Linked DNA regions of Mus musculus: regions 2, 3, 4, 5, 6 and 7 are each linked to region 1. Evidence: chromatin contacts called from public ChIA-PET, HiChIP or PLAC-seq and promoter capture Hi-C data. All regions are on one chromosome and are shown on one strand. Each heading gives the region's core, a stretch centred on a gene start, on an enhancer-like site or on the middle of the called end of the contact. The rest is flanking DNA. Distances are from core to core; before and after follow the strand shown. Region 1 holds the start of Ttc7b (tetratricopeptide repeat domain 7B). Region 2 holds the start of Ccdc88c (coiled-coil domain containing 88C). Region 3 holds the start of Psmc1 (protease (prosome, macropain) 26S subunit, ATPase 1). Region 4 overlaps Nrde2 (nrde-2 necessary for RNA interference, domain containing). Region 5 overlaps Dglucy (D-glutamate cyclase). Region 6 has its middle 14 kb from the start of Gm40557. Region 7 holds the start of Dglucy (D-glutamate cyclase).

The links. Promoter capture Hi-C pulls out the DNA fragments that hold promoters and counts their contacts. ChIA-PET counts read pairs in DNA pulled down with a chosen protein or histone mark. HiChIP or PLAC-seq counts read pairs in DNA pulled down with a chosen protein or histone mark.
Region 2: a contact with region 1 is called in an HNF4G HiChIP or PLAC-seq map of pancreatic cancer cells. The contact joins the promoter of Ccdc88c here to the promoter of Ttc7b in region 1. A contact is called at or near these places in 7 of 39 promoter capture datasets (the 3T3-L1 cell line, cranial neural crest, embryonic stem cells and 4 more), 3 of 484 Hi-C or Micro-C datasets (all in embryonic stem cells), 5 of 115 datasets of contacts at active chromatin or transcription factors (embryonic stem cells, memory CD8 T cells, microglia and 1 more) and 1 of 9 other capture datasets (adipose tissue).
Region 3: an RNA polymerase II ChIA-PET map of memory CD8 T cells shows a contact between it and region 1, with 40 read pairs. The contact joins the promoter of Psmc1 here to the promoter of Ttc7b in region 1. A contact is called at or near these places in 12 of 39 promoter capture datasets (the 3T3-L1 cell line, the C10 cell line, the HPC-7 cell line and 6 more), 1 of 484 Hi-C or Micro-C datasets (embryonic stem cells), 11 of 115 datasets of contacts at active chromatin or transcription factors (acute myeloid leukemia, embryonic stem cells, extraembryonic endoderm stem cells and 6 more) and 3 of 9 other capture datasets (adipose tissue, embryonic stem cells and liver).
Region 4: an H3K4me3 HiChIP or PLAC-seq map of embryonic stem cells shows a contact between it and region 1, with 7 times the contacts expected there. The contact joins the enhancer-like site here to the promoter of Ttc7b in region 1. A contact is called at or near these places in 10 of 39 promoter capture datasets (the 3T3-L1 cell line, the C10 cell line, the HPC-7 cell line and 7 more), 1 of 15 datasets of contacts at CTCF or cohesin (the NIH/3T3 cell line), 18 of 115 datasets of contacts at active chromatin or transcription factors (SST interneurons, T-cell acute lymphoblastic leukemia, acute myeloid leukemia and 10 more) and 4 of 9 other capture datasets (adipose tissue, embryonic stem cells, liver and 1 more).
Region 5: a contact with region 1 is called in a promoter capture Hi-C map of pre-B cells, with 4 times the contacts expected there. The contact joins the enhancer-like site here to the promoter of Ttc7b in region 1. A contact is called at or near these places in 12 of 39 promoter capture datasets (the 3T3-L1 cell line, 3T3-L1-derived adipocytes, the C10 cell line and 7 more), 1 of 15 datasets of contacts at CTCF or cohesin (large pre-B cells), 1 of 484 Hi-C or Micro-C datasets (B cells), 10 of 115 datasets of contacts at active chromatin or transcription factors (SST interneurons, cardiomyocytes, differentiating embryonic stem cells and 5 more) and 4 of 9 other capture datasets (adipose tissue, embryonic stem cells, liver and 1 more).
Region 6: an H3K4me3 HiChIP or PLAC-seq map of embryonic forebrain shows a contact between it and region 1, with 4 times the contacts expected there. The contact joins the enhancer-like site here to the promoter of Ttc7b in region 1. A contact is called at or near these places in 16 of 39 promoter capture datasets (the 3T3-L1 cell line, 3T3-L1-derived adipocytes, the C10 cell line and 11 more), 1 of 484 Hi-C or Micro-C datasets (Th1 cells), 10 of 115 datasets of contacts at active chromatin or transcription factors (T-cell acute lymphoblastic leukemia, embryonic forebrain, embryonic stem cells and 6 more) and 3 of 9 other capture datasets (embryonic stem cells, liver and pancreatic islet).
Region 7: a contact with region 1 is called in an RNA polymerase II ChIA-PET map of memory CD8 T cells, with 99 read pairs. The contact joins the promoter of Dglucy here to the promoter of Ttc7b in region 1. A contact is called at or near these places in 4 of 39 promoter capture datasets (the C10 cell line, the HPC-7 cell line, cranial neural crest and 1 more), 2 of 484 Hi-C or Micro-C datasets (the CH12 cell line and liver), 2 of 115 datasets of contacts at active chromatin or transcription factors (memory CD8 T cells and pancreatic cancer cells) and 1 of 9 other capture datasets (adipose tissue).

What each region holds. Positions count from the first base shown.
Region 1 is chr12:100,519,107-100,522,602 of GRCm38.p6, forward strand. Ttc7b (tetratricopeptide repeat domain 7B) reads right to left here and starts at 1,716. Exons shown (of 20, transcript NM_001033213.1): 1 at 1,465-1,716. The coding sequence starts at 1,585.
Region 2 is chr12:101,027,110-101,030,605 of GRCm38.p6, forward strand. It overlaps Ccdc88c (coiled-coil domain containing 88C), which reads right to left and starts at 1,782. Exons shown (of 30, transcript NM_026681.5): 1 at 1,663-1,782; 2 at 1,127-1,227. The coding sequence starts at 1,722.
Region 3 is chr12:100,108,589-100,112,084 of GRCm38.p6, forward strand. It overlaps Psmc1 (protease (prosome, macropain) 26S subunit, ATPase 1), which reads left to right and starts at 1,614. Exons shown (of 11, transcript NM_008947.3): 1 at 1,614-1,623. The coding sequence starts at 1,621.
Region 4 is chr12:100,135,993-100,139,488 of GRCm38.p6, forward strand. It overlaps Nrde2 (nrde-2 necessary for RNA interference, domain containing), which reads right to left. Exons shown (of 14, transcript NM_001290303.1): 8 at 1,666-1,786. Among named protein-coding and RNA genes, the nearest start is that of Nrde2, 22 kb to the right of the region's middle. Within about 2 kb of position 1,694, at least 6 of the 459 cell types and tissues checked have an H3K27ac peak or open chromatin away from gene starts, as enhancers often do. A contact at or near this core is called in embryonic stem cells, where this site is marked.
Region 5 is chr12:100,837,774-100,841,269 of GRCm38.p6, forward strand. Dglucy (D-glutamate cyclase) reads left to right here. Exons shown (of 13, transcript NM_145448.5): 4 at 727-925. Among named protein-coding and RNA genes, the nearest start is that of Gm36572, 54 kb to the right of the region's middle. Within about 2 kb of position 1,623, at least 77 of the 459 cell types and tissues checked have an H3K27ac peak or open chromatin away from gene starts, as enhancers often do. A contact at or near this core is called in B cells, hematopoietic stem and progenitor cells and pre-B cells, where this site is marked.
Region 6 is chr12:100,226,438-100,229,933 of GRCm38.p6, forward strand. No RefSeq gene overlaps it. Among named protein-coding and RNA genes, the nearest start is that of Gm40557, 14 kb to the right of the region's middle. Within about 2 kb of position 1,799, at least 48 of the 459 cell types and tissues checked have an H3K27ac peak or open chromatin away from gene starts, as enhancers often do. A contact at or near this core is called in T-cell acute lymphoblastic leukemia, Th1 cells and embryonic forebrain, where this site is marked.
Region 7 is chr12:100,777,281-100,780,776 of GRCm38.p6, forward strand. Dglucy (D-glutamate cyclase) reads left to right here and starts at 1,777. Exons shown (of 13, transcript NM_145448.5): 1 at 1,777-2,030. It overlaps Gm40558 (a long non-coding RNA gene), which reads left to right. Exons shown (of 3, transcript XR_872933.1): 3 at 434-465.

The DNA of each region.
Region 1 (3,496 bases), core at 466-2,965:
AGGAGGGATGGAAGTGACCCAAAAAACTTAGGAATGTGACTTCAACAAGAAGCAGGAAAATGCAGGAAGGAAGGAGACGCCACAAAAGCAGGCAAGGTCAAGTTGCCTTCGGGGTCCTGAGTACTCAACACCTTTCCCTCCAATGCTAACTTAACAAAGACACCTACCCAAAGCAAGGTACTGTGGTTGACAGTGTGCAAAACCAAAACCTTGCCCTGTCTGCATGGTGACATTGCCTATGGTCCTAAACTTGGGAGGCAAGGCAGGAGGCGGGAGACTTTGAGGCTAGCCTAAGCTATAAGGTAAGTTTGAAAGATATATAGAGAAACCTGGTTTGGTTTGGTTTTGTTAAGTTTTCATTTCCAGGCGCTATTTTCATAAAATCACAAACAACCACCAACCTTAAAGAGGCTATGAGATTTCCCTGTCCGTTTCTGGGTAGTTCGGGGTGAAGGTTGAAAAGAGTACACATGTCCTTCCTTGAATGAGCAGTGTCAGTCCTTCATTCATTCCCTCTGTGATTTGTCTGTCCCACGCCTGCTCAGACAGTCTTGGGAAGCCAGAGGTGAAGGAGGACAAAATCCTCTGCCCTCTCTGCCCAGGCTCCAAGTGCCTGCCTGTGGTTTTGGCGCGTACGAAAAGACAAGCAAATATTAACCATACTTGCTTCCAAAACAAATAAGGCCACGTGGAGTCTCGCTCTGGAATGTGATTTTGGCTGCAGTTTTGGTTTGATGGGTTGGAAGAACCAATTCAGCAAATGGGGTCATTGGCCAAGTCCAGCCGCCAGGTTTCCCAAGTCAGATCCTGGTTCCTGGGCGCACCAGGCCCCTCATCCAATCAGCTCCATTTCCCTCATTGTTAATACAGTCTCATCTTCCTGCCCAGTAACCTTCTCCCAGACTCCCTGACTCTGTTTCCCTTGTACTCTCCACCCTATCCTCTCTGGGTCTGCAGATTTGACACCCAACTGTCTTGACCTCAAGACACAAATCCCAACCTGCCAATGCCACCCCTGACACCCTCCAAGTCTGAGCTCCCTCCTGGGGCCCTTGATTACCATATGTTCACAACATCTCCATCACAGGACCCCTGAGCACACCACACACACTCTGGTGGTCCCCAGATGCCCACAGGTATGTCCCGGGGGGCTCCATACACACACAAACGCACACACACACACAAGCTCCAACTTCTTGGAAGCCCGGGGCTGGCCTCCGGTCTCTGGGGTCGGTGAACCTCTCCAGCCTGCACGTCAGGACTCCAAGGCTCCGACAGGCACAGCCCGCCCGCCCAGCCGCACGCCGCGTGACCGGAGGACCCCGCGTTCCCCAAGGGCCTGGCCCGCGCACACCGCGCGGCCTGCGCCTCGCCGCCCGGCCGCGCCCCTGCTCGCGCCCGGAGCCTCAGGCCTAGCCCCGGAGGCCGCGGCGGTCCCGCAAGCCCCGGTGCGTCCGCGCGTACCGTTGGCGATGAGCTTGGCCGACAGCTGCTTGACGAGCTCGGGGATCCGCTCCCATTGGCACTCGGAGCGGCAGCGCTCGATCTCCGTCTCCAGCCGCGAGCCCGCCTTCCTGGTCGCCATGGCCGCCCTGGCCGGCCCGGCGCGCGCCCGCAGGCCCCGCAGGCCCCGCCGCCGCCGGGCCCCGCGCCGCCTCCCGCTGCGGCCGCGGGCTCCGGCTCCGGCTCCCGGCTCGGCGGCGTAACGGGAACGCCGGCCGGGGAAGGGGCGGGGAGCGGGCGGCGGCGGGCGCGGCGGGGCCCCGGGCGCCGCGAGGAGCGGCCCCTGCCGGCCAGGGCCGGAGCCGCAGCGGGCCGGGGCGGAGGCCGGACAGCAATGAGGAGCGCGGGACGGTGCTCAGGAGCGAACCTGGAGCGGTGAGGGGTCAAGCCAGGGCAGCCACCCCGAGGATGCTCTGGGGCTCCAAAGGCCGGGGTTTCTAGTGCGAGAGGGCGTGAAGGGCGAGCCTGCCTCGGCTGGCCCTGCCATCGCAGGTTGCTTGTGCTGGCCTGCGCCCCTCCTCAGGCTCCCCTCTGCCCCAGGTAGCCTCCGTCCCCATCATGTGGCCAGAAGCAGTGGAGATTCATGCTCCTCCAGAACCTGCCCGAAGTTCCTTAAGTGTGTGTTGGAAGAAAGTGAGGGAGGACGTGTGTGTGTGTGTGTGTGTGTGTGTGTGTGTGTGTGTGTGTGTGTAGCTGCAAGCCCAGATGCCAGCTCCCTTGCCCTCTGAGGAGAATACCAACTCATAAGTGGCATTTCCAGGCCTTGACCTTGTAACTGAGAGCAGGGGCAGGTGTCTAAGCTGAACATTATTTCACTTGTGTAATTTATTCAGTAACTATAGAGTCAGAGGTCACCCACACAGAGCTAGGTAGTGTTTTAGGGCTGTGGAAACGGAACGAAGTGGGTACAACTTTGCTTCAAAGTGGGTATAAAGTTCATAGCCCATTCATGGAAATGAATTAATTAAGCAAAATAAAGTAGCAAATTAGGTTATGGGTTGGTTAAGGATGGTGTTGAAGTGATATTTGACAGTTTTAAAGATGAGAGTCGGGGGGATATGGGAGGTGGGGAGGGCAGATCATTACAGGCAGAGCAAAGGCCTCGGCTTTACTATATTTGGTGAGTTAGAAAAAGGCCAGAGTGGCTGGGGTGGAATGAAGGCAAGGAGCTGAGCAGATGATGTCAGGAGGGTGGGGGTTAGTCCATGCCCGGCCTTCTGGATCATTAGAAAGACTGTCTTTCTTCTTGGTGAGATAGGGAGCCTGCATGTTAGTCAGGCATGCAATGGCAAGGCCTGCAAGTATGGACATGACCAGTATTTGGGAAAGTTGGTCAGGGAATGTGGCTTCAGGGGCAGTGGGGGTGTTGGACTCTGCAATACTGCCTCTGAGGATGGAGCTGTCATCTGGGCAGTACCCTGTCACCAGGTTCATCCTCTTTGGGTGTGTCTCCTCCAGCTTTCCAAAGCTATCAAGTGCAGGCTTTTCTCTCATGCCCTGGGGATAAATGAAGACCAGACTCACAGGCCTTGGTTTACAGGATCAGCAACTGAAACTCAGTAAGGGCCAAGAGGAAAGAAGTACTTGGGACATGACCAACACCACACTGAGGCAACCCAAGGCCCTCAGAGGTGATGGGAGCAGAGCAGATGGGGCTCAGACACTAAGGACAGCCCAAGGACAGGCAAACAGAATGCCAGAGGAAATGAGGGCGAAGGAGCAAGGGTAAAGGGGTAGGAAAAACGGTGGGATGGAGAAAATGATGTAATTCTATTTTACACACACACACACACACACACACACACACACACACAGAGAGAGAGAGAGAGAGAGAGAGAGAGAGAAGATGACCAAGGTGACTTACAGAAGGAAGGATGTGGTGATTTCAATAGGAATGGCCCCCATAGACCCATGTGAGTGAATACTTAGCCCGTAGGAGTAGCACTATTAGGAGGTGTGGCGTGGAGGTGGGCTTTTGAGGTCTCATTACATT
Region 2 (3,496 bases), core at 532-3,031, 510 kb after region 1:
AAGTGGAAGACTGGAGGACACTGCTGTGTTTTTTAATTACACAGCCGCAAGCTTAACGGGGATAGGCTGTAATGGTCCTTCTACCAATGGAACCCAGCCATTCTTGGGGCCTGACGGAACGGGGGTGGCAGGAGCGTGGCCAGAGCCCAAGCCTGCTCAGAGGCAGCCGCAGAAAAACTCAATTCTCATCAGTCCTTAGAGAAGCGCAGCCAAAGCCAACAGCAAATGTCTCTTTAGAACCTGGTCAAACTCTGAAGACCAGTGGAATTGGATTTAAAAAAAAAAAGACGGGGTTTCTACCACTGTGAATCAAATGTCCTATGAAAACAAATGGAGTCATCTCATTGGGAAACCACCCCCTACCCGCCCCCACCCCCAGCTACAAATCCAAGCTGTATTTCATTAGCTAATGGATTACTGAGTGTGACACCTCCATCAGTCCCAGCTGAGTGGGTACATGTAAAGGCTGATCCAGTTTTATTTTGTTCCAAGTGCCTGTGACTCATACTGTCACTCACTTCCAATAGGATCCCCGAAGCTTCTAAGTTAAACACAGAATGGAGGGGTAGGAGCCAACACCTAAGTGGTGCTAAGATGTCAGACAGACAGGCTCTGCAGAACTCCACAACGGATGTGGTCAGAGGTGCGGCCGGCAAGTAGTATCTACGAGACCCTGTTTAAGCCCAAGCAAACGTTCTAAACAGCCAGCCTGCCTGCCTGCCTGTGTGCCTTCTAAACCCAATTCACACAAGGACGATTAATGACTGCATCTGCCCCAACAATTGGGAAGAGAAGGAGATTCAGAAGCCCAGTTCCCAAGCCACAGTGAAACTGCGTTCACACCGCGATGCTCCAGACCCAGCGGACATTTCCTGTAACCAACCAGACCCTCTTTACAGTTCTGTGTCCCTCCAAAAAGAAAAGGGACTTTTGGTGTCAGCACTCAGACTACCATCAAGTGCCCGAGTTTACAAATGAGTCAACCGCAAATTTCCTTAGCTCGAATGAGGTGCTGGGGGATGGGGGGGTCCAACGGCCCACCTGAACGGAATCCCTCCCTGGCCATCCGGCATTCACGCTACAATCTTAGGTTTCTTAAAGTATCCTCTCTGAAGAGGCAACTTACATTTGCAGCATGATTTGATTCAAAAAGATGCCGTCCACTAAATCCATGTACAGAGTCAAGTTGTCCTGGTGGCCGCTTCCAAACGATCCAAAAGTTTTCACCTGCGGGGAGGCAAAAGCATGTTGGTCTGACGCTGGGGGACAAGGCAGGCCAGGGAGGTCACCAACCACCGTGGTACTCTTCGCAGGCAGCAAGCCTACCCTTCCCGAACCGCGGTCCTTTCCCGCCTCCGGACAGGACTTCTGGCTAACTTTTCTCCAGCGTCCCAGAACGCGAGGAAAATAGAGAAATAAATAAAAAGGACTTTTCAACAAAATCCTCACGTCTCAGACGCACAGGAAGGCAGCACGCTCAGCCCGCCGGTCCACGGTCCCACTCTGCGCCCCTACCGCGGGTCTCTGAGCTTCAGGAGGGGTCACCCCCCTTCCCCGCCCCCACGGCCGCCGGGAACAGGTGCGCGTTCCCGAGTGGGAAGCCGTGGGGACGCCCACCCGACACGGAGCCTCCCGGTCCCCGGTGCCGCTCCGAGCGCTCACCCAGGTCACCAGAGGGCTCTGCAGAAACAGCTCAACGAGCTGCGACACCGTCACGTCCATGCTGAGCCGCGGCCGCGCCGCACAAAGCGGCTCCGGCAGCCGGCGGCGGGCGCGGGAGACAAAGGCGGGGCGCGAGCCCACGGTGCGCGGCTGCGGCCCCGCCCGCCCGGGGAGAGCGAGAGGTGGGGGCGAGGAGGGGGAGGGAGGGGCGACGCGGTCCCTCCTCGGTCGCCCGGTGCCCTGCGCAGCCTAGCGGAGAGGAGCCGCACCGGGCCGGGTGCGCGTTGGGGGAGCGGGGACGGGAGTGGGGCGGGGCCTCAGCACGTGGCGGCCCGAGTGCGCGGGCAGGTGCAGCCTGCGCGCGCAGACCTGGGCCCGAGAGGAAGAGGCTTGGTGTAAGCCTCAGACTGCAGGGTTGCGCATCAGTGCATCTGCTTTGCCGACTCCCCGGCTTCTCCCTTCCTGAAGTTCCTTCAGGATGGATGCTGGCGGTGTGGCCGCCCCACGCGTGTGCGCCCCTGCTATGGCTCTACCCTCCCTCCACCATAGCACGCCGTGCGGGAGAGCCCGTCCCGGCCGCAGTGCGCAGCGGCAGCTTTGAGCCTGGGCTCCCAGCGCGATGGACGCCGTGCCCCCTGCTGGCGGGGGCTGTGTGCTTGGAGGCCTGCAGCCCCACGTTCTCACCACTTCCTGGTAATAACTTCGCTCCCCGAGCTGGGCCATTGTTGCATGTACTCTTGTCTTGACGAGTTTAATCCTCACTGCGATGCGGGAATGTTAACCCGAAGCCCCTGGCACACTCCTAGGGAGAACACACCAGGTACTCAATGACTACCCTTTGGCTAGTCATTTTGCAGCGTAGCTTTTTCACGTATTAGGGATGTGACATCTGCTGATGACATGTGGTATTACAGTTCTGCCTGGTTGGAAAGCCTGTTAATAAATAGACTGTAGCCCCCAGTATACTGGCAAGGTTCCAAGAAATGTGGAAGTCAGAATAACAAATAAAGGGTGGAGGTGGGGGGGCTTCTGCAATGAAGAGCATTTGCTTCTATTCCAGAGGGCCTGGGCTTGTTTTCCGGCACTGACAGGATGGTTCGCAACTATCATTAAGTTGAATTTCAAGGCCTCTGAGGGCACCAGACATACATATGGTATACATTCATAAAGGCAGAACACTAAAACTCATAAAAAGTAAAACAAATCTTACCCAAAAAAGTGGGGTGGGAATGATGGTACAGCTTTGTAACCCCAGTACTGGGGAGATGGAGGCAAAAGGATCTTCAAGTTATCCTTGTCTACATAACAACTTCAGAGCTAGCCTGGGCTCAATGACATCCTGTCTCAGGCCATGGCAGTCAGTTCTGGTTCCTGTAATCACAGAATTTGGTGGGGCTGAACCAGGAGGGCCTTGAGTTCCAGGCTAGCCTGGGCTACATAATGAAGTTGATGACTGCATGTGGTGGATAGGTAGCATAGGCTACCCTGTTTGGAAGAGTAAGGACTGTCTTTGTGGGTTTGATTTCTGTACCAATCTAATTAAAAAAAAAAAAATCCTGGGCTGGAGAGATGGCTCAGAGGTTAAGAGCACTGTCTGCTCTTCCAGAGGTCCTGAGATCAAATCCCAGCAACCACATGGTGGCTCACAACCATCTGTAATGAGATCTGGTGCCCTCTTCTGGTAGACAGAAGAATACTGTATACATAATAAATAAATAAATCTTTTAAAAAATCCTTCTAGCTATTTAATAAGCATATTATTTCAAGTGAACAACTGCATCAAACAACTGCACTGTGACTATTGTGAGACATTTTATTCTAGTGTGTGAATAAT
Region 3 (3,496 bases), core at 364-2,863, 410 kb before region 1:
CCTCATGTCTCTACCCACTCTGGAGCCATTTACAGCTCTCGCCTTCTTACAACTCTCTGCTTCCATCCCCTTCTCCCTCTGTCTCACACTGCTGTCAAACAATCCAGTTGCCGTTCAGCGCCCAATCACACATCTAAACGTTGCTGCCACCGTTGGTCCACCGCCTTTGCCTTCACCACATCTGCTGCTTCTCTGTGCTACCAGTTCATGTCTCCAGCCTCCCAAGAGTAAATTTAACTTCCTCCCTTTACCATCAAAGCAGGCAAGACAAGACCAAAGGAAGTCTTTTATTGAGCCTCATGTTACAACATCCAGGGAGGCAGCAATGGAGTGTCCTCCAGCCAACTCACCCAGCAAGCTTGGAGCAGCCTGTATATATAGCAAGATAAAGATTCAGATAACCATAGCACACGTGGGTATTGATGAAGGTTTGTGTTGGCACCAGTCACCTTGTCCCTTTAACCTTCACCTTACAACACACAGTTTCTGTCTGCTGGACCATCAGGGGAAATAGCCCCACCTGGGCTAGGTAGAAATGATGGCAGGGTCTTCTGAAATTCATTGAATGATAGCAAAAGGTCTGATACAAGGTGTTGGGAACGGCTAAGGCCATCAACTGGGATTGTGTATAGTTCTCAGTGTGTCTGTGGAGTACTCAAAATAGCCAGGTCCTTCGGGCTGTTTGACTAACCAGTTCTTTTGTTCAAAGTAGCTGTTAATTAGGGAGTCAGATTTCCTATCCCTCAAACTCTTACTTAGGAATAGGAACACAAAGAGTACTTACATGGACAAGCTAAAGAATTTATCGTTAACATTAATAACACTAATTAATAACAATGTGTAACACCTGCCTGGGGCCCCAAGCCCCAGTTTGTGTCCCTCCTCAGTGATACTTGGACTCTCTCCACATTCAGTGTCCTGTCTTTTTTTTTTTTTTAATTTTTAATTACTTTGTTTATGTTTACATGTATGAGTTTGCACATCACGTGCTTACAGGTGCCCTGAATGGTTGTTAGTTGCCATGTGGGTCCCCTGCTCTTCACTGCTGAGCCCTCTCTCCAGCGCCTCAAGGGTAATTTTAACACAGTATTAGCCACCATCATCAGTCCCTTGTCATCAGAGGGAAGAAAAAAAAAAAAAGCACACATTTAGATCTCTTTCGGCAAAGAACTATTTTCAAGAGAGCTACAAAGTTCAGAAACTAAAGAAGATCATAAATGCTGTGTACACATCAACTTCTCAGTCCCAAGCGCCATTCCTGCCTGACATAAATACTTCTTCCCAATTATAATTTTGCATCCTTTTAAATTTCTAAAATTTTCATATTTTCCCCAAGTCTCCAACGTCCAAGATCATTGTCTTAAGTTACTGACAAAAGCCCAAGATCAGCTACTTAGAATTCCCTCGAGTAAACTATTTTAAGTGCCCACATGTTTAACCAATCCTTGTACCAAACCGCCGAAATAAGCCCTTCGTGCTCAACTTCGCCCGTGAGGAAGTTGGTCCCGATAGGCTTCCGTAGCCTGTTTTTTTTTTTTTTTTTTAAAGTTACTTCCGTTCTGTCCGGGTCGCTTTGGTGGATGCACTTCCGGCGGTGGCGATTTGGAGGACTGAAGGAAGATGGTGAGTGACTAAGGGTTTCGGCTGGTCGTCTCAAACATCCATGCGCCCCAAGGCGGGAGGACGAGGCGATGTGACGCTCGGGTTCATCGCGGGTCGGAGCGGATCTCACTCCCTGGCGGACGCGGGCAGGATGCACGGCGCCCAGGGAGAGACCGGGCTGTGAACCGCTCGAGTAGGCAGGCGCTGAAGGGCTGAAGCCGAGTGGGACAGCCCGGCCGACGCTGGGGACAGCGGCTGAGCCGCAGAGCCAGCGTAGTGTTTCTCCGCAGACGGCTCAGCGCTCTCCGGTTTGGTTGGTTGAGCCGGATTCAGATGTAGGCACGGAGGTTACCGGGCGAGCACGGTTGATGATGGCGCTTCCGTTCTAGAGCAGGGAGACAATAAATATGTCAGGGAACAGGACCGGGCCAGATCGTTACGTAGCTGTGTTGTAAGAAGGTGGCTGGTTTTGTTAGGGTATCAGCGAAGGACCCTTCGTGGATGTGAAATCTAAATCGAGGCCTAAATTAAGGTTGTAAGGGAGTAATCTGTACTGATAGCTGAGCGAAGCCCGGGCAGGGCAGAGGGTCAGGAAATGCAAAAGGAGGCAACCCTGAAGTCCGCCCGAATCATGAGCTGCCAGGCCAATGCATCTGAATGTAGGTGAAGGCCAGAGCACACAAAGGACCGGTGATGACTTTGAAAAGTATCCCAAGCCGGGCGGTGGTGGCGCACGACTTTAATCCCAGCACTCGAGAGGCAGAGGCAGGTGGATTTCTGAGTTCGAGGTCATCCTGGTCTACAGAGTGAGTCCCAGCACAGCCAAAGTTACACAGAGAAACCCTGTCTCGGAAAAGCAAACAAACAAACAAACAAACAAAAAGTATCCCGAACATGCGCCAGGCATTTCCCCAGAGTTGTTCTTACTTCTTAGAACAACCCCGAAGATTATTATTAATGTCCCCATTTTAATGAGGAAACAGAAATACAGCCAGTGACCATTGGTGGGGCACAAATCCTTTCTTTTCTAGAGCAGTTGAGAAACCCTCTGGGTTTGAGAGACAGCAGAACTTAGTGTGATTTCTGTCTAACAAGCTTTGTGACAATATACAGGGCCGTTAACCTCCCTGGACCTTGGTCCTTTTATCTGCCTGTGTATCAAGGGGGCTTTGAGAATCAAGCGGCTCAGGGGTAAAGAACACCTGCTGCACTTTGAGAGAACCCACGTTTGGTTCCCGGCACCCATGCATGCCAGCAGGCTCCAGAATGGTCTGTAACTCCAGCTCTGAGTAGGTCCGAGCCTTGCGTGTGGTCGAATGTGCTTTATGCTTGGCATCATTTCTGAGGTGGTTTTGTCCTGGTACTGAAGCCACCAGTGTTGTAGTGAGAGGTGCTTCCCTAGGGTGGTGAATCAGTGAGTCCACTGTTACTCCTGTTTCAAGCTCCACTGTTGGGCAGATGGGATGGCACTCGACATGAAGCCTGGCAGCTTGAGTTGACTCCAGGACCCACAAGGCAGAAGGAAAGAATCCCTGGAAGTCGCCCTCTGGCTTCCTCTCGAGTGCCCCGGCATGCGGGCACAGACCCACACGTACACTAAACCACATATCTTTGCACAGGAATTTAAAGGACCACCATTTAAGGCATCGCCCAGTGTTAAGCATTGTTTTAAAGTCAGAAATCCCGATGAGCTTTTCATGCGTTTTAAGATGACAGCTTTTCAGATCGGGAAGGAAGTCTTGTCTGGGTCCCAGGCTGTCAGGATAGGAGCTTGGTAGGTTGCTGCTGAAAGTCTTCTGGGTCCTGTGGATCTCTGGAGAGAGTAAATGACCATGCGTGGCGAGTCTCTTTTCACAGTCGGGGAGGTAACTGACATTAGAGGGTGGCAAGTCTG
Region 4 (3,496 bases), core at 444-2,943, 380 kb before region 1:
TTCTTTGTAGTTACCACGGTGAATTTTATATTTTATTTTGCAACTATTTTTTAAGTTGTGCAGCAGCTGGGGAGACAGCTCAGAGGGTAAAGTGCTTGCTGAGTGCGTATCACCAGCACCCAGGTATGGCAGTGTACACCTGTAACACCGTCAATGGGGTCGGGGAGGAGAGGAGGAAGAGGCTTGGCAGATCCTGGGGCTTGCCGGCCAGTGAGTCTAGACAAAGTGAGATGCTCTAAATCCCGTGGCAAACTTTGTCTCTAAAACAAGGTGGGAAGCAACAGAGGCTCCCACACATGTTCACACATGCACCACCTATTCATACCTACACACACACACGCATCTATCACATGCACACACAAACGATGATTCCATTTATAATATTATATAGCAAAACTGATCCCTGTGTTCAGTAACTATGAAAAAGGAAGGATGGTTGTGGCTAAAAACAGTGGCAAAAAAACCCAACGCAAACAAACAAACAAACAAACCCCCCAAAGCCTTGCTGTGATGAAATCGATCTGTCATCACTGTGAGGGAGAAGACAAAGTGGGCTCAGTCATGGCCCACCCGTGTCCACGGCAGCACCAAAACTGATGAAACTGTCTGGTACACACACAGACACATCCATATATGCACACTCGTACACAAACACACACACACACACGTGTACACACACATGTACATGCACATATGTACACACAGACACACACAGGAACAAAGACTGGTGAAATCTGAGTCCACTCTGGACAGGACGCACTATCACTCTCTATACCTGTTTTCCAGGTACATACACATCTACAAGTACTTCGAAACTAAAAAGCAAAGTGCTAACAATTTAAGTGGAAAGCGAGGTTCCCACTGCATGCTGTCTTGCCCAGCTCTGGCTGGCGTCTGACCAAGCACCTTTTCCACTGGGGCCTGCCCTCTTTTTGCTCCTGGAACTGTGGCTAAAAGACTGGGAGCCAGAAGTCTGCCTGTTTTCCTACTGGCTGGCTCTGTTACGGGTATAAACCTAGAAAGCACTTTGGAATGACAACTGTGAAGCTAGTTGCCTCTTTGTTCCTTAAGAGGCAAGAAATTTGTCAAAATTTGTTAGTGTGAACATTGACCAAAGACTACCTTAAATCTACGCCCAGAAGGATGGGAAGTAGGAACTAGCGACACTCCAGCCACTTGAGAAGCAACTTGGAAAAGCCCTTCTCTCCAAGAGTGGCTTTCACGTCTACACTGACGCTCCCGGAGTGATGGTTAACGTTTTCTTTGCTGTTTATTATTGAACCAATAAAGTCTGTGAACCCTTAGAAAGAAAGAAAGAAAGAAAGAAAGAAAGAAAGAAAGAAAGAAAGAAAGAAAGAAAGAAAGAAAGAAAGAGGAGGGGAGGGGAGGGGAGGGGAGGGGAGGGGAGGGGAGAAGGAAGGGAAGGGAAGGGAAGAAGGAAGGAAAAGCCCTTCTTCCTCTGGAGGCCTCAGACCCTCAGGTGCTTGGAATGCTGCATGCTGGGAGTTGGAGCTCAGAGCTTGGCGGTCCAGCGCCTGATTAAATCCTGACCCTCTGACTCTTGCAGCACTCCTAAGCTGCCTCACTAAGCATGAGAAACAATCCTGAAGTGGGAAAACCCAGCCCCAGAAGAGAAGGCACGCCCCTGCCCTCTGAAGCACTTACCTGGGGTGATGAGCACCCAGCCACCTCGCTCCTGTTGGTGCATCCACGCCCGCCAGCCTCGGGCTCCCTTCTCCCCAACGCGTGGTTCTCCGCTGTCCCAGAAGGGCTCAAAGAATTCCACCTGGATCAGGTTTAAAGGACAGAAATTAGGCCAACCACAACAAAGCTCCCAAGTGCGTCTCTGGACCACAGGATCCCTGAAATACCATACAACCAATGTTCAAAGGCACACATGGCAAACAGAGGAGTTATTTCGGCAGGCAGCCTCCAAATGGGCCCCCTCACTCCACCCCTGCCTTGGTGTACAGCTCTAAAGTGTGAGCTGGACATGGTGACTCCTTAGATCAGCATATAGAAAGGCTGCTCAAGATTTGGTGACAAGAGCCTGCAGCTGGGTAGGAAAGCACTTCCCAGTCCTCACCCTGCCGGTGCGGTCTAACCACTGCCAGCCCCACTCATGCCGCCTGACCCACCACCTGACCCCTGAAGTCATGTTGTTTTCAGGACATTGGAGAGAACGGGAATTCAAATTTTCAGCAGGACAGACTGAGCTCTTGGAGGGACAATCGCATCTTAAGTAACTGCTTAATGTTAAGATCTAGCTCAGCACACAGCAGGAACTCAATAGATGCCTTTGGCACAGCTGAGTGGAAGGAGGGTAGCTGTGGGACAAAGCCACACAAAGTGCATCTGGAGGCCAGGCCCTGGTGTCGCCTGGACTTGAGAGCAGCAGTGTACGGAAGCAGCTTGCAGGCAGGCAGTCATACCCAGGAACAGAGCAGACATAGCACTGGGCAGGGACTGACTTATGATCTGATTATCGACTAGCAACAGGATTTCCAGGAGCCATCTTCTCTAATGATACTCTAAAGGAACCTTTGGAGGGCGAGCAGGTTTCTGGGGAGCACACCACAGGCTGACAGTTGCAGGGCGTGTCCTGAGGGGAAGAATCCCTCCAAGAGTCACAGGGCCAGGCGAGATAGCCTCAGAGAGCATATGAGGGCCAGTCACCTGCGGGAAATGGGATGGAAGACTACAGATGGGCTTCTGAAACAGTGACTTGAAAATAAACAAATAGCCGGGTGGTGGTTAATCCCAGCACTCCTTTAATCCCAGCACTCGGGAGGCAGAGGCAGGTGGATTTCTGAGTTCGAGGCCAGCCTGGTCTACAGAGTGAGTTCCAGGACAGCCAGAGCTACACAAACCCTGACTCAAAAAAAAAACAAAATAAATAGATAAATAAATAAATTAATTAAATTAAACAAATAACTCAATGCCTACCAAGTGTAAAAGGCCTGGGTTCAAACCCCAGTACTGCCAAAAATAAACAAAAACTACACTCAAGCAAAGGCTGACTTTTTAAGAGTGTGATATGTGTTTATAACCTGAAACAGACCCTTGTAGCAGCCTCTGCCTGTTTTGTCCCATGTTTATGGTGAAGGTATCTCTCAGCTAGACAGGTAGTTCTCTGTATGCTGGCTTGCAGACGCTTAGGGAGCTGTGCAGCTGGGATTTAACATCTCCATACCATGGCTTGGGGCTCTAACAGAGCAGAGCAGGAATCCTTGAAACGTCACCATCAGGCGCAGTGCTGTGCCCACCACACTGTTCACACCACTGATCAAGAGCCTCAGCAGAGGGGTGAGAGAAGAATTCAGACCCTCACCACAGTTCCCAAGTTACTCCTGAAGCATAGTGTAGACTTAAAACATCACAGCACATTTTAAAATTGCTCTCTATAAAAGCTAACTAAAAATTAGCTGTGCCAGTATTATCAGGTTGAATTCTTTAATCCCACTTTGTCTAAAGGTAGCATCATAATAAAAATGTC
Region 5 (3,496 bases), core at 373-2,872, 320 kb after region 1:
GCTCGTACCACATAAGGCTTTCAGCCTCATGGGAGAGGACACCAAAGTTTCTCTGGGTCCAACAGCATCTCCCTGTTGCAGAAAGTCCACCATTGTTTTATTCTTGTGGGTCTGACTGGTCTCACATTGAGGTTCAGGAAATGGGATGGGGTGGGACCCACAGGTTATGCTATGCACACATTGATTCAGTGGTTCTGGTTTGGTCATGCTTCAGGAACACCAGCAAAGCCCCGACTTGAAAACCAAGCGCTCCCCAGTGTAGAGAGCTCTAGACGTGTCAGTATCAGAGAGTCCCTCCTCTGCCTTTTTCTCCTCCTCCTCCTCCTCCTTCTTTTAAAGATTTATTTATTTAATGTATATGAGTACACTGTAGCTGTCTTCAGATACACCAGAAGAGGACGTCAGCTCACATTGCAGATGGTTGTGAGCCACCATGTGGTTGCTGGGAATTGAACTCAGAATCTTTGGAAGAGCAGTCAGTGCTCTTAACCACTCTCCAGCCCCTCTCTGACCTTCTAATAAACACAGTATTGGCCGAGTGGGCACGGTGGTACACCCTGTGGAGGCAGAGGCAGATGAATCTCCATGAGTTTGGAGTCAGCCCAGTCTACAGAGCAAGTTCCAGAATAGCCAGGGCTGTTACATAAAGAAACCCTGTCTCTAAAAACAAAAACAAAAACAAAAAAAGCGCCTCAGGGGCCTGTGAGCACTTCTTTGTGTCCCTAGGACCATCTGTCCACAGTTGCAGAAATACAAGTTTGGCACCTGCACAGGCATCCTGACCTCACTGGAAGAGCACTCAGAACAACTAAAAGAAATGGTGACCTTCATCATAGACTGCAGCTTCTCCATAGAAGAGGCCTTGGAGCAGGCAGGGATCCCCAGAAGAGACCTAACAGGTCCCAGCCATGCAGGAGCATACAAGGTAAGGCCATGCCCCTGGGCAAAACAGCTTGAAAATGTGGATGGACTCTGTAGTTTCCGATGGTGGAGAGAATGTTGGTTCAGGGATCAGAAGCCCTAAGGTCAGCCCTAGCTCAGTCGCCCTCCCAGGTAAAACCATTACCCTCTGAGTCAGTCTCTCTCCCACCTGCCTCTGATATGGCTGTGCAATGTCAATCAAAGTCATTTGGACATTTGGAGAGAGAGAGAGGGCATGTATATATGAATGTATGTTCAGGCTAAAGGTCAACTAGTACTCTTCGGGAGCAGAACACATTGTTTTCTGCTAAGTTACACTTATTTGGGGAAGGGGTGATTTTGGTAGTGCAATGTTTGTGTGGAGATTGGATGGCAACTTATGGAAATCAGTTCTCTCCTTCTGCCTCTGCCTCGTGGGGCTTGGGAATCAAATTCAAGTCACCAGGCACGGCAGCAAGTGCCTTTATCTGATGAGTCTTTTCACTGGCCCCACCGTGGAGTTGGAGACAAGACCTCTTACTGGGATTCACTGATTAAGGGTAGGCTCTCTGCCAGAGAGCCCTGGGGATGCTCTTGTCTCTATCTCCCAGTGCTAGAATTACAAGCACAGGGTGTCACCATGGCCAGTTTTGATGTGAGCACAGAGTGTTAACGGCAGAAGGGTGGCCTCTCCTGGGACACGCCTGCTGTTAGGGACTGTCCCTGTGGCCGAGTTGATGCACTTCTCTTCCTGCTGAAACCAGTCACGTGGGGAAGAGTGGCGCCCTTCCTCCTCTGCCTCCTTCCCAGATGCTGTTGGGACAAGTCTGAGCACTCTGGCTGATCAGCAGTCTCCAGGCCTCCCTGTGCACAAGACCAGCCTCCAGACTTCCCTGCTCACAGTGGCTGGACTTTTTTCATCTTGAGCGCTGTTTGTCACAGTGTCCCTCCCCACTTTGACTCCTGCCAAAGAGGCTTGGACTGCGTCAGGTCCCTGCAGTTCTGTAGTAACCTTCGAGGCACAAAAGATTGGGTTGATGAGATTGGCTATACAGAGAAACCCTGTCTCGAAAAAACCAAAAAAAAAAAAAAAAAAAAAAAAAAGCTTTGTACAGAGGCACAGACGTCCATATATGTTCACCAAAGCCTGTCAATTATCCATGACACGTCACTGCCCCCTCTCCCCACAGCTGCCATACAGTTTTGTCTGTAACAACTCACCCCACTGCCCTTAGGCCCTGAGAGAGATGGCTCTTACAGCCACCTTGAATTTGACTGATGGCCTGGATAGATGGCCCATCCTAAACAGAGGTGTCTCAGTCCCCAGGAGCCCTGCCTGGCTTTGTGAGTGGCCTACATGTGCCTTTGCTCTGTCCCAGGTGCTGTCATACAGACACTGGGCTGGCAGCACAGCAGAGCCTCATCTTACAGTTGCCAGGGTGGTAACAGCCAGTTAAGTGGCAGCCAAGGTCGTCCCAGGGGATCCTGATCCTGGCTGCGTTCTAAGCCTGTCGTAAGCCCCACTGCAGGGGGAGAAGTATACCACCAGTGAAAGTCACCCAGGTCGCCCTGTGCAGAATCTTGGAAGGGAAGACCGGGGCATCCAGGGACAGGCTCATCCTGTGGGATCTAGAAGTAAATCAGGCAGCCGATGTTCCTGGCGCTGTTTGCTTGCTTTTGCCTGATTCTGTCAGAACTTCGCAGCTTCTTGAGGTCCATGGAGAAAGAACATTTAGAGACCCATGAGACTGGGCGAGGAAATTGTTTTTTGGTTTTTTGGGGTGTTTTGTTTTGTTTTGATTTTGAGACAGGGTTTCTCTGTAGCCCTGGCTGTCCTGGAACTCACTCTGTAGACCAGGCTGGCCTTGAACTCAGAAATCTGCCTGCCTCTGTCTCCCAAGTGCTGGGATTAAAGTCGTGAGCCACCATGCCCGCCACTGGGTGGGAAAATTGTGTGTGTGTGTGTGTGTGTGTGTGTGTGTGTGTGTGTGTTATAAACCTCGGCTGAAAGTTAGCATTTCCTTTGGTTCTGACTGTTGGCCACAAAGGGCTGTTGGATCAATATGTCCTGGAATGCTGAGGATGATAAAGTATCTCACAAATAGCATAACACAGTACAGTTCTTGAGAGTTTCAAAACACCCTGTATACTGATACTCCAGTAACAGATCTGCCATTCTGTCCTCCTAGCTGTTAGTGGGAAAGTATAATATTCTTTCTGGGGCTCTGGTAACTACATCTGGACATCAGAAATAGTAGTGGTTTCCTTTGGAACATTTGATTCTCTTCTCTTCCCGTCACCTTTTTGCTGCCCCGTCTGTGTGTTTGTTTTAAGGCAGTCTCTCACTGTGTTACCAGAATCACCTTAAAACTTTCCTTGCAGTCAAGGCTCAAACTCCCCATCTCCTTAGCCTCCCAGGTGCTGGGACAACAGGCAACACACCATCCTGAATTTTCTTTTATGTGGTGAAAACATTATTCTGTCCAGCTTAGATGTGTGCCAGACTGCCAAAGTGATGTTGACAGATTAATAAAGAAAAAAATGAATAAGGCTCCCCCCTCCTGCACCCTAGTTTTGAGTCTCTCACTGTCAACCA
Region 6 (3,496 bases), core at 549-3,048, 290 kb before region 1:
CCCCTGCCCCCCCCCACTCCTCTTTAATCAGGAAGAAGAGAGCTGGCTGTTCTGAATGCACAGCTCCTATCTCCTTGCTAATTTCATCACCTCAATTAATCAATCAAAACTCACGTGGGAAGGGGCCAGTCACATGTGCAAGCTGTAGGTCAGTCCTTCAGTCTCATTATCCCCTTTCCTCTCTCCCTCCGAGCAGGAGGTGGCAGCCATCAGTGGCTGGCTTCTCTGTGGGAAACAGCCACTGGAGGCCTTTGCACCACCGTCCCTGCTGTGGACAGCAGCGATGACACAGAAAGTCCCCACAGGCTACAGTAGGGCGTCTGTGATGAACAGAGAGATGTGAAGTTGTTTCCCCTCAGTGTCCACAGACTCTTCCCGGGTGAATCTGAGGAAGGCTGGCCCTGTCTCCATGGTAACTGAGGGTCTGAGGACCAAGTAAAGTGACTCACCATAGGCCACACAAGTGTATTACTGCAGTAGAAGCGTATTCTACTTCTACTGAATGTAGAAGTTAGAAGGACAACCTCACGTATTGTTCCTCGGGCACCTCATTTATTTATTTTAATTTATTAAATTTATATTTAATTATGTATATGTCTGTGTGGGGGTGTGTACACACATTGACTGCAGATGCCCTTGAAGGCCAGAGGCATTGAATCCCCTGGAGATGGAATTACAGGTGGTTGTGCGCCTTCCCAAATGGGTGCCTGGAATCAAAGTCAGGTCCTTTTCGAGGGCGATATGCAGTCTTAGACAGTGAGCCATCTTCCCAGGCCCTCCACCTTGATTTTTGAAACAAGATTTCTTTTCATCCTGGAGCTGGGCACACAGGTTAGATGAGCTAGCCCAACAGCCCGGGCATCCGCTGGTCTCCACCCATCCAACCCTTGGATTATAAAGATATGCCACCACACTCAGATTTCTAATATGAGGCTCAAACTCAGGCACTCGTGTTTGCCAGGCACAAGAACTTTCTCCACTAATCCATTTCTTAGCCCCGGACTGCTTTTGACCCAAACCTTCATTTGCATTTATTGCGCACCAATGGTTTACCAGGTCTGTGACATACTTGGCATTTATTTGGCAGTTGTGTGACTTGAACCTGGCATAAAGTAGGCCCACAAGTGTTTGCTGAATGAATGAAATGGATGAATGAATGAATGCCTTCTCCCAGGGCAGATTTCACAGGTGTACAACCTGAACATCCAACTCAGAAGGACGCACACTTAGCATAATGCCCTGTACCATCGTGAAGATCATGATAACTTTGGCCAAGGCCCTCACATTTGCCTGTCAGGCCCAGATATTTTTGCATCTGGTCCTGTTTCTTCTGGTCCCAGCTTGGACTGGACAGACAAATAGTGAACCCTGGAAAAGGGAATCAAAGTCACCCATTCTTTAAACTGCATCCAGGGCCCAGGCCTGGTCCTTCCCAAGGTAGGATGCATCATATTGTGGCCTCAAGCCTGGCTGGGGACCTATGACAGGTCTACAGACTCCAGTTTCCCTTCAGTTCTTAGAGGTTAAGGGTCTCAGTGTCTTTGGAAATGCTCACAATTTCTAAGAAACCTGACCACTTGGAGTTCAGTCTTCCTATCATTATTATTTTTTGTTCTGAAAGACAAGAGGGACATGGGAAAAGGACAGAGAAGCACCATCCTCATGGAGAGCCAGCGCTCTCCTTAGGCGGAGCGTGGCAAGGGGATACAGACAGACAGCAGAGAGCAGCCCCTCACCCTGTCTGCCTTGGGCCAGACAAGCTGGTCCCCTCCTAGAACAAAGGGAGGCTGATGTATGTAGCTTAGTCACTGCTAACGTTTGACAAATTACCGGCCTCAGGAACAAGACTGCTTGCAAAGTTCCTGTTGGCTCCAAGCTGGAGACGGTTTATGCAGAGGGAAATAAGGCTGCGTTTGCTGAGGTGAGGGGCAGACAAAGAGCTGTTTTTGAGCCACACTGTCTGAGCCAGAATCTTTTCTCTCCCTGCAGCAGGCCTGTGTTCCTCCCCATCTAGTTCTTAAGGAGAGAGCCTGGCAGGAGGATGCTCAGGAGCAGAGATGTGAGCTGGGGAAGGTTGCACACATTCTTTAAAAATATCAGAAAGCCTGTACTGCTTTGAGGCTGAGCGCATCTGAATGGAGATGTAGGCGGGAGGAAACTGCCAGTGTCCCCCTTCCCCCAGCCCGAGGTGGATTTGAGAAGCAGAGGAAATGGTCTGTGGGTTCCTTGATTCCCCCCCACACCTGAGAAGCTGAAGGCAAGAAGAGAGCCAGCGTCAAGTCTCTGAAGAACACATACTACAGGGCTTCACCCTTTGGGATGGTTGTATGTGTGTATATGTGGGGGTGGGGGTGGGGTGGGGGAGGGGGGAGTTGGGGAGAGGGTGGAAGGACAGAAGGAAGGCTAGGTACTGCTTTCTTGGGCCTTAGATTGCTCCTTCATATGACACTGGAGCCTGGACAAGATAAATCTTTTCTAGTTTGTACACTTTGAATTATGAACCTAAAGAAAAAAAAATTCAGGCTGGGAGAGGTTGATCAGGAGCCCTAAAAGGTGGGTGTTAGAACACAGGCCAGATCCTATAGCCTAACTCAGGCCACACCTCCCTGGACTCTTTCTGGAACACAGAGTTAAGAAGCCACCCTCAATTTGTGGTACCTGGCTCCTGCATGCTCCTGTCCTAAAAGGGTTATAAAGGTCAGACTTTTCTATTGCTCTGGGGTTGGTGGAGACGCCTCAGGGAGACAGCTTGAGGTTGCTCCTGACACAGTGACTGCCCCCTGAAGAGGCTCATCTTAGATTTATCAAGAAGCCTCTCCTTCATTTTAAGGCCCCATCATCTTTGGATGTGGCTGTGCATTGTACAGTTTCTGTCTATTGCTGTCTCCCTCACCAAGCGGCCTGATCACAAGGTCTTTCATTATAATAAACTCCCCCGAAGGGAAATATGTGCCGGTGTCCCCGGCAGACTGACTGCTGAAGCTTTTCATCGTTATTGTTTTTAAACAGTGAGCAGCAGTTTATAGTTCACAAGACTCAGTAAACCGACTGTCCATTTCCATTCATTATTGTCAGAGCAGACACACAGAAAAGACAAACAGTATGAGGGGTATGAGCAACAGGCTGAGGGGCAGCTCAGTGAAGTGTTTGGCATCCAAGCATGTGGGCTTGGATATGATCCGCATAACACATGTGTGTTGGTGTGTGCATATAATGTCAGCACTGGGACTCAGAGGCAGGAGGACTTCTGAGCTCACTGGCTGGCCAGACTAGAATACTTGGCAAGTTCTAGGTTAGTAAGAGACTCCAAAACACAAGATAGGGTGACTCTCCCTTGAGCCTGTACCCACACTTGGGTGCATTTTACTTTCTGAGACTCTAGTCGGAGAAGCCCATACTGTGTCCTGGGCTTTCTTCTGAGCGCCTCTGTCTCTCTTAACTCTTGTGCTTCAGCCTATATTAGGGACTAGAGAGATGGCTCAGCAGTTAAGAGCAC
Region 7 (3,496 bases), core at 527-3,026, 260 kb after region 1:
AAAAGTGGAAAGGACACATGCCTCAGGCCTTGGACATTTGCCGTCTGCAAACCATCACCTCCTGAGGGGTACAGGTTAGGCGTGTCCTTAAAATTTAGATATCTAATAAGCTATTGTATGATGGCAGCTTGATTGCCTGAGTTACATCCACAGTGTTTCATAACCATTGTCACTGTGTCCAGCTCCAGAACCTTTTCATTATCCTATACTGAAGTCTGGACCCATTAAACGGTAACTCCTCCACACCTTCCTATCTACTGGTTTACTTTTTGTCCCAGTGATGACCTTGGCTGATTTAGGTACCTTATTACAGGTAGAATTATGGACTCCTCTGTGGTGGTTTGAGTATGCTTGGTCTAGGGAGTGGCACTATTTGGAGGTGTGGCCTCGTTGGAGGGGTTGTGACCTTATTAGAGGAAGTGTGTCATTGTAGGCCTGGGCTTTAACACCCTCATCCTAGCTGCTTGGAAGCCAGTCTTCTCCTAGAAGCCTTCGGACGAAGATGTAGAACTCTCAGCTCCTCCTGTACCATGCCTGCCTGGATGGTTCTATACTCCTGCCTTAATGATAATGACTGAACCTGTAAGCCAGCCTCAATTAAATGTTGTCCTTTATTAGAGCTGCCTTGGTCATGGTATCTGTTCACAGTAAAACCCTAACTAAGACATTCTCCTTATTTCACTCAGCACAATGTCTTTGTCTCCATTTATTCAGGTTGCTATGACAAAATACCACAAGCTGGATGGCTTGTAGAGAGCAGAAATTTATTTCTCACAAGTCAAGACTGGGAAGGCTAAGTAAGATCAAGGTGCCAGTGGATTCAAGTATCCTGTGGAAGTCTGGGTTTTTGGTTTTGGTGGTGGTCGTGGGGTGCAGATGGTGTCTTCTCTCTGTCTTATAACAAAGGGCAAGGCACACCCATCCCAATTCCTCCAGGAGGGGGAGAAGTTAACCAACTGGAGAAAAAGAATTAGAAAAGTGACCCAAGAAGAGACATGCCAAGGCTGGCACCAAAAGGACCTGCACTGTGCTTACGTGTGTGGTTTGTGCTGGGGTTGGGGTATGAGGCTCGGGAGCGGTAGGGAAGGTGAAACCACAGAGACTGGCTGGCACCATCTGCTTTAGAACCTTGTGTGGTTGGGATTAAGGCTGGCTCTGAAGGGAAGTCCTGAAAGCTTTGAGGCAAGAGAAAGCAGAACCTGCTCTTCCTCAGAGGAAGCATTCAGACCAAGGGAGGAAAAACCCCCACAGGCCTGCCCGTGTCTTTCAAGCATAGTCTGAGTGCTAGAGACTGGCCTAGTGTTGCGTTCCTATTATCTCAGATGAGTCCAGGGAACATTGAATGCTGGAGAGCAACTTACCCTGCCTAACCCAGCACAGCCCCAGGGCTAGCAGCCATTGATCTGCAAGAGCCTGACTCTCGCTCGGGTCAACACCTGCATTTTCGCCTGTACCTCAAATGACCCAGTGCAGTCTGACATTTGGACAGCACAGACAGCAATCCCAGTCTGGCTTCACACGGGAATTACCAGGGTAGTTGTGAAACTCCTCAGGGCTTACGTGAGTTCCTAGGTCTGTGACATTAGAATTTTTGGGACTTCCACCCTGCTGCAGCAGGTTTTCCAATCATCATGGCCATGCCTTTGTGTCATGCTTCCTTGCTGCCCGGGGAAAGCAAGAAACTCCCGCAAAGGGAAGTAACCTTAGAGGGCTCTGTGACTTTAAGAACCAGGACTGGCATCCTGCCATGGAAGTCTCCACCCCAGTACAGGCCTTGAGAGCATTGGCTGCAGGGTAGCAGAGCTGTAGCAGCCAGTGGTGCCTGGGGCTGTGCCCAGGCATGTAGATCAGAGACTGAGCCGGGCAGAGCAAGCTGGTGGCAGTGGCGGTGGCGACAGGCAGCCCCAGAAGCCCCTGTGAGCTGAAGAAAGAGAGCTTTATGCCTTTCAGAAGGAAGCTCGCTCTGCAAGGCTGAGGAAACAAAAGGAAGAATTGTGTGTGGACTCTAGTCCAGACATCTCAAACCAACAGTAAGTCAGCAGGGAACGTGAACGCGGCATAGTTCTCTGCCCTAGGCAACATCCACACACCCCACCCTACCCTATCCCAGCCCAAGCGTTTGAGGAAACTGCTCCAGGGGGCTATAAGCCAAAATCAGTTAACAGGCTTTCTGCTAGAAGCCACCAGGGCCTCCCCTTGAAAGTCAAATCTCTGCATATGACACTGGGGACCATGAGTTGTGGAATTGCTTCTCTACCCTCCTGGGATGGCCTTTCAGGACACCTTCCAGACCTTGAGAACCCCAAGATCATGAGAAAGCAAAGAAGGGGAAATTGAAATCATAGGCTTTGAGTGGCTGCCAACTTTGGGCCACAACCTGCTAGGGAGGAGGAAATGAAGCTAGTGGCAGAGACTTCAGGGCTGGCATGAGGGGAGGACAGACCAAGCCAATGCAGGCCTAGGGGTGTTGGCCAGATAACCACAGGGCTCGAGGTGCCTCTCTCTGCTTTTGAGGGATGATTGCTGAAGGTGAGGCAAACTCACATTGAGAGCTTGCTTCAGTCCCCACTGCGGGAGCCAAGGCTCTCTTGTCATAGGTGGCTGGGGGAACAAACCCTCTGACCTGTGCAGAAGGCAGAGCCCTGTGACTCTGGGAAGTCTCTTCCTATCTGTGTGATTAACCTAGGGGTTCGTTAACAGCCATCTTCCTGACTTCATGAACATGTATGTGTGCTAGGGAGGGCAGGAGGCAGCATGTTGGCACTGATTGGTCCAGAAGGAGCGAGCGTTGTTCCTTCAAAGTAGCTAAACACTGTCAAAGGAGGGGGAAATAAAGCCAGGAGCAAGAAGCAGAAGGAAAGCAGCATCCACTAAACAGATGGGGGAAACTGAGGCAGAAAGACAAGGCAGGATAGAACCAGCTGAAAGCTAGACTGGGCTTGCACACATTCCGATAAAGAATTTTTGTGTTAGCTTCCCATTCATATAACAAGACCCTTGACATGAGCAGCAACGTTAAGGAGGAAAAGTTTATTTGGGCTTATGATGTCAAAGGTTCCATCCATCCAGTCCATAGCCCTTTGACCTGGCCGTTTCCAGGATCTTTCAACATGGCTGAAGCAGGTGGGAGAGGGAAGCAGCTCAACTCGTAGCAGCCAGGAAAGCCAAGCGAGGACGGGTCTCAGCGAGAACGGGGCCAAGCGAGGACGGGTCTGAAATACAACAGCCCATCCCTAGCCCACCCCCAAGTACCAACTTCCTCCAAAGAGGCCTAACTTTCAGGGGTTTCCACCACCTCCCAAAGCCCACTGCTGAGGTCCAAGCGCACAGGATGTAATTCCCTCCCACAGGTCCTGCCCCTAAACACTGCCTACAGGGAACCAAGCCTCCAATAGCAGTTCATATAAGAACAACCTTAAAAACTCAGCTGTTCCTTTTGTCATGGGGACTGAATCCCAGGAGCTCAACTGGTGGTCCTTGACCTGGCGTGATGTAT